Linked DNA regions of Arachis hypogaea: region 1 is linked to region 2. Evidence: chromatin contacts called from public Hi-C data. All regions are on one chromosome and are shown on one strand. The core of a region is the stretch at or near the end of the contact, and the rest is flanking DNA. Distances in the headings are between cores, read along the strand shown.

Region 1 (3,200 bases), core at 654-3,153, 54 kb before region 2:
ATATATATCCAACTTTATTTTTAACATGTATTTTTGAAATGAGTTTAAGAATAATATATATTATTAATAATTAAAATTAAAAATATTTTATATAATTAAAAATATAAAAAATAAATAAAAATTTAATTTATATTTTAATATTAATAAAATACTAAAATATTATTATAATTTATTTTAAAAATATTATATATATCATGTTTCTGTATCTTATACAAATTTAAAATTTATGTGTTTGCGTATTTTATCTCCTTTTTACAATTAAAAAATTACAATAAATTATAATTATTAATGTGAAAACTTATAGTTGAAGGGAAACAATAAATTGGGGATTTCACATTACTGTGGACCTCACATAGGAAAGCTACCATGCATGCTTAATCTTCTTTTTTTTTTCCCCTTCTTTTATTTACGATCATAAAAGTATACAAATTCTTTTAACCCCCTTAATCTAATGTAAGTACTCGTAATGAAAATAAAACATTTCTTTTGCTAGATAAAATTTAAAAAAAGAAAGTATAAAAAGTCAATGGCCTAAACGTACAATGTGTACAATAGAAATTTGAGGAGTATTAGAGATATGACTATTAATGTTACATTATCCTGTTAGGTTATACTTTTGAGATGAGTGGGTTCATGACATAGTATTAGCGTTCTAAATCCAAAAAGTCAAATGTTCGATCTTTGGTGAACTCCAAAATTAACTTAAGTTTTTTGTATGAGTGATTTTATGACATGAGATGTTTATTATCCCTGGTATCCGAATAGTTATTTTGGATAGTATGGGTGATGTTCATTTTATTCATGAACAAAAAATTTAGCCTATTATACACATTGTACGCTTAGACCATTGACTCCCTAGTACTACTCAATTTAAAAATCAAACTAGAGACAAGTTGGGTCTTTGGATGGTTAGCTACATAACTAAAAAAGGAACTACTCAAGGCAAGTAGAAAATTTTTAATGGAATTTTCTTATTCTTTGATTTAATTTCTTTCTGTGATACCCGTGGAGGGCGATAATTACATAGAAAAGACTTTTATTGTAACCTTGCAATCCCTGGCTTTATCAGATGTTGCAATTTGCATGGATTTATCGAACATTGCATCTGCACGGATTTCGAAAAACCGAAAAGTGAGTGTTTTCATTTATTAGTATCTTTTTCTTTTTCAGTATTTCATGAAAACGAAATTTGACCATATACCTTTTTCTATTGACGTGAAAAATTATTAAACAAGTAGTTTTTGTCCCTTATTTGATTAACGAAAGAAAAACGGTTTTAAGTATTTTTTTCATCTAACTTGCATAGTTGTGTTTGATTTGTATATTTCTTCCGGATTTTTTTATTAAAAATAAATTTTTATTTTTTTAAAAATTGGTCAAAATGTGCAAAAATTATTTCTATAAATTAGACATAATTGTAATATATTATTATTAAATTAATTCTATTTTTTTTTTATAAATTTAGCTGTTAAAAATATATTTAATATAAATAAAAAAATTTTAAAAATAAAATTTAAAAATATTTTTAAAATTTTTAACAATTTTTAAAAACAAAAAATATACTTTACTTTTTTAAAAACACACTTACTAATCAAAACAGTGGCCAGAATAACACAATGATATTATGTATATGAACACAAAAAATCACCAATTAGTCAAACTAGTTTGATAAATGATATAATCAAACTAGTTTTATATTTATAATAAAAAAATATAACAGCAATTGATCTTTATTGATCCATGAAAAACTTAGTTATTATGCTTAAAAAATTTAATAATTAATTTTTGTTGAAAAAATATATGTAAACGACATCTCTCATCAAATTTCTTGTCTCCATATAAGTTGCGTACAAGTTTCTTCTCCGAATAAATTATTAAATTTAAGGAGTATGTATGACATCCAATCAAACATAAATCTTTGTTTAAATTAAGCAAACAAATTAAACACTCTGTTTCATCATGATCTAAGAGAATATTTACAAATCTTCTGGAAAATCCGTGCCGCATATGAAAATGAAAGGACCTAAGAGCTAAACTCGGAATTGGCATTTTAAAATCCAAATTAAACAAATAATAATAATAAAGAAAATTCTAATTTTGCATTGACCTTACTTGCACTAGATTTCTTGTGTTGTTGCACTATGGTCCAAGTATTTTACCATGTGGCTTCAACACATTGAACTCTTTTTCAACGCTTTTGTTTTGGACCATTGTCCAATCTGTTCCTTAGTAAGAAATATAAATTGGAAGTTAGCATAAAACTTATTTAGTAGAGTTGAATTTTTTTTTGTGGTACATGAGAGTGAGAATGAGATTAGTATGTACTATTCATTATTTAATATGTTGCATATGAACATATGTACTGAATTTAGTTGCATTTAATAGACCAATTTAAGCCACTTCATCCACCACTCTTTGCTAGCACATTGTATTCATTCAGAATTCCGCTAGAGAGACAATAGACTATTTATACAATGTGTATAATGGGTTATGGGTTATTGAGTTACAGAATGAACATCCTCCATACTATCTAGAATAACCATCCGAGTACTATGGATAATAAACATCTTCCAAAAAACTTAAACTGATTTTGGGATTCATCAAGAATCGAGCTCTTGACCTTTTAGATCTAACGCTCTAATATCATTTCATGATACCACTCATCCCAAAAGTTTCAACTAATGGGAAAATGTAACACTAATGGTTATATCTCTAATACTCCATAAACCTTCATTGTATATATTGTATAAATATTCCATTGGCTACTCATACTTTCCCATTCATAAATCTATGGAACATAGAACTTTTATGTTCTTTTTAGATTTTGGAAGAAAATAGTGGTGAACAAACAAATAGAGATTTATTAGATTGAATATTTGAACGAAGAAGATGAAAAAATGAGAGTAAATAAAAACGTCTAAACTAAAAAAATTAGTAAAGTAATAAAGTGAGGAGTTGATTATTTTTAAATTAAAATAGTAGGACAAATTTAATGATAATTAATTATTTATTTTAGAAGACCTAAATTAAAAAAAAGATTCAAGAGGTTTTTGTTGAAAATATTCAAAGGAGGTAAGAGAAGGGTGCATAAGAGAACAAAATATTAAAAAAAATGATTAGAGATGTTTGATTATAAATTTAACTTATTAGTCATCCAATATTTCTATAAACGAAGTCCGATCCATATAATTCAGAAAGAC
Region 2 (3,557 bases), core at 64-2,563:
TATGCGGATCTGCCCCGTTGGATCCTTGGGGTCACATTCACCATGGACGGTTCCATTGCCCTGCTGAAGACCTCCCCGGTTAGAGTGGGTGACCAGGTTGATGAAGATAGAGTCTACTTTCATCGCATGTTTTGGACATTCCCTCCATGTGTAGAGGCATTCCACCACTGTAAGCCACTCGTCAGTATCGATGGGACACACCTGTTTGGTAAGTATGGAGGGACCTTGTTGTTGGCGATTGCTCAGGATGGGAATTTGCCACAAAAGGCAACCACCGTAAATGTACCCGGTTCGCACTCTTGTCCCCAAATAACTGAGTAGATAAAAGCATCATGATGTAGGCACGTGCGTAGATGCGAACTGTCTCCTCGGTTGCATTTGGTGGTAGCACACTAAACCTCTCGTGGAACCATGTAAAGTGGACTGTCATCTGCTTGACCTTATTCGGTGGTGGCAGCTCACCGAATAGGTCCTGAAACCACTCCCAGGCTGGTCGACCACCCTCCATGTATGTCTCAAACTCACCAAGGCAACCACTCACAGCCTCCCCATCGACCGGCAACCCAAGCTGAAAAGCCACGTCCTGCAATGTCACTGTGCACTCTCCAAAAGGCATGTGGAACGTGTGCGTCTCAGGACGCCACCTCTCAACGAACGCACTAACTAATGGCTCATCCAACCAGAACCATTGGCTGTTTAGTCTGGCCAAATGGTACAATCCAGCCCTCTCTAAATACGGGATGATCCTATCATGCATGGGCATATTCTGTTGCCGTCTCACACTGTATATACACCTAGTGGACTGCAAAAAATCGCACAATAAATGCAGGATACAATTAAATTCTCCAATTCATAAGAAAATTCCCTATCTAATAATAACACATATCTTAAACCGTCAACAAATTTTTGACCGGTAAACAAATTAATCCCTAAATCCTATAACTAAGTAGTCAATAAACTAGCGAGGTTCAATTTATAAAATACTTACTACAATGACACAAAGGACAACACACTAAACTGATTACATAACACCCACAATTATAAAAGTATTACAAATCTTTAACAATAAAATTCAAAAAAGAATTCTGTATACCATTTTTAAAATCTTACAAATCTTCTACCGTTCATACCATTTTTAAAACTAAAAGGGACTAAACTATAAATTCCGTATATACTTGCGTTCATATCATTTTTCTAACTAAAAAAATTCTAAGCTTAAAAAAATAGTTAAATAATTAACTAACATCGTCACCAATGGAACCGGCAACATGCGCAACACCGTTCAGTCGGTACATGCTCCTTCTGTCTGCCATGATATTCCGCCGGAAGTCGCAGCTCAAATACCTCGGACCCGCTCTCAACTTGCTCTGACCTCTCTCTAGAATTTTCTCTCTCTAACCAACCTTACAAAACCTCAAAATGAATAATCCGCGGCTGGCTCCGCGGTTTATATAGGTAGCGATGCTCCACGTAAACCGCTATAGGCTCCAGCGGTTTACGCACACACACCAATGCACATAAACCGCTGCTGGCAGCAGCAGTTTATGACCAATGCTTCTCAAACGTAAGCCGCGGCAGCTCATCGCGGTTTCCATGCTCCAATTTTTACTTGTAATCCGCGGCTGGTTCTAGCGGTTTCTGTGCAATTGTAAACCGCTACTGCCAGTAGCGATTTATATAGAAAAGTGAAACAATGTATTTACGTATCCGTTTTCTGAAACAATGTATTTGCGTAAAATTGAGGTACAAACAATTTAAATACGTAAATTGCCCTAATATAAATTTTATAATCAACGAAATATTATGTTAAATAAAATAGAATATTTTGTCAAATTTATTTTGTTTAATGAAATATTCTATTAATTCTAACATTTTTAATTTAATTATAAAATCTGATATGATATAAAAATTTAATTAAAAAATATATAAAAATTTAATTAAAAATTTAATAAAATTATAAGAATTGACAGAATAATTAACTTATTTATTATAATTATGCTACATATACACAAAATTAATTATAAAATTAATTATTTTTATAAAATATATATTAAAAATAAATTAAATAATATATATATTTAATGGCCAAAATGAGAATCTATGTTGATAAACTGATGAGTCCAACTTTTAAAGGAAAAAAAAGGTGTGAAATTAAAATCTTACGGTAAAGCAAATTAATCCCAGAACCTTTATTATTGGTTTTTGAGAGAAGGAGAACAGGCAAAAGGCAAGAAATAGATGCAACAAACTTTCCCTACCGGTTTCCGTTGTTCCCATCACCCTCCGTCGGTTTCGACTCTGTAATCTTATTAGCCGACAAAACTCTCTTCAACAACATTTTTCAAAGACATTACCCCTAGGCATTTCAAAGTTATAAAATGTGATAGCCTCACCATAGGATGAGTAATACGATGGAAATGCAGGAAGGTGGCTAAACTTAAATGAGTAAAATATGAGAGCTGCTGCAATAAAATCTAATTAAGTTTGTTTAAATTTAATAAAAATTAATTTTATTAATGAAGTGTGAATATACTTCTAATTACGTAAATATTCTCGCATTTTTCTCTTCTTTTTTCTTTTGATTCTATTATTTTGTGTTTTTCCTTTTCTTTTTTTTTTTGTGTTTTTCCTTTTCTTTTCGTGTTCTTTTTTTTGTTTATTTCTCTTAAAAGAGTAAATCATAAAAAATTTTGAAAAAATAAAAAAAAAAGAAAATAAATAAAAAATAAAAAAAGAAGATGAAAAAAATTCAAGTGAAATGAAATCAAATGAACCTAAATTAAATTAAGAAATGAATCGAAATTATTTAAGTAATAAAAAATTTGATTAATACTTAACAGTAGCATAAAGTGAATATCAGTTAATTCACAAATTAACTAAATTAGTTCTTATTTAAACAAAAACTAACTAAATAACCACACATGAACAAGTTCAGCAAATTCAAGTGAGATGAAACCAAATGAACCTAAATTAAACTAAGAAATCAACCGAAATTTTTTAAGGAATAAAAAATTTGGTCAATACTTAACAGTAGCATCAATTGAACCTCAGTTAATTTACAAATACACCAAAATTAGTTCAGATTTGAACAAATAGTAAAAAAACTCAATTATAAGAAAAAAGCACATCGAATTCATTTCTAAATTCAAATGAACCTTAAATAAACTAAGAAATAAACTAAAATTATTTAGTAATGGCACTAGAGAAAATCAGAACCAATAAAGATGTTAGGAAAATGTTGGTGTTATTGGTGATAACGAAAACGAAAGAGAAAGATAACAAAAAAAGAAAAGAAGAAGAAGAAGAACGTGCGTGCGTGAATTTAAAATACTTGGTTGAACTTGGTTAAGATTAAGGTAAAGTATTAAATTGGTTTCTTACGTTTGGACGTAATCCTGTTTTATTTCTTAAGGTTTAAATTATCTTATTTGAATATAAAAAAATTTATTTAGCTTCAATGTAATCCCACCGTGAGATCGTAATTAAATAATTAACGAAATATTCTACATGACAATAAGACAAGAACAAGGACGGTAATCTGGTGAACAAGTACAAGT

What was found. A called contact is a pair of places that touch in the nucleus more often than the background predicts.
Region 1: a Hi-C map of leaf shows a contact between it and region 2, with 2.9 times the contacts expected there. The contact joins the enhancer-like site here to the promoter of LOC140177221 in region 2. A contact is called at or near these places in 2 of 8 Hi-C or Micro-C datasets (both in leaf).

The regions. Positions count from the first base shown.
Region 1 is chr2:90,297,839-90,301,038 of arahy.Tifrunner.gnm2.J5K5, reverse strand. No RefSeq gene overlaps it. Among protein-coding and RNA genes, the nearest start is that of LOC112750346, 5.5 kb to the left of the region's middle. Within about 2 kb of position 1,903, at least 2 of the 3 cell types and tissues checked have open chromatin away from gene starts, as enhancers often do.
Region 2 is chr2:90,243,224-90,246,780 of arahy.Tifrunner.gnm2.J5K5, reverse strand. It overlaps LOC140177221 (serine/threonine-protein phosphatase 7 long form homolog), which reads right to left and starts at 1,313. Exons shown (of 2, transcript XM_072210337.1): 1 at 1,245-1,313; 2 at 182-802. The coding sequence starts at 1,313. The coding sequence ends at 182.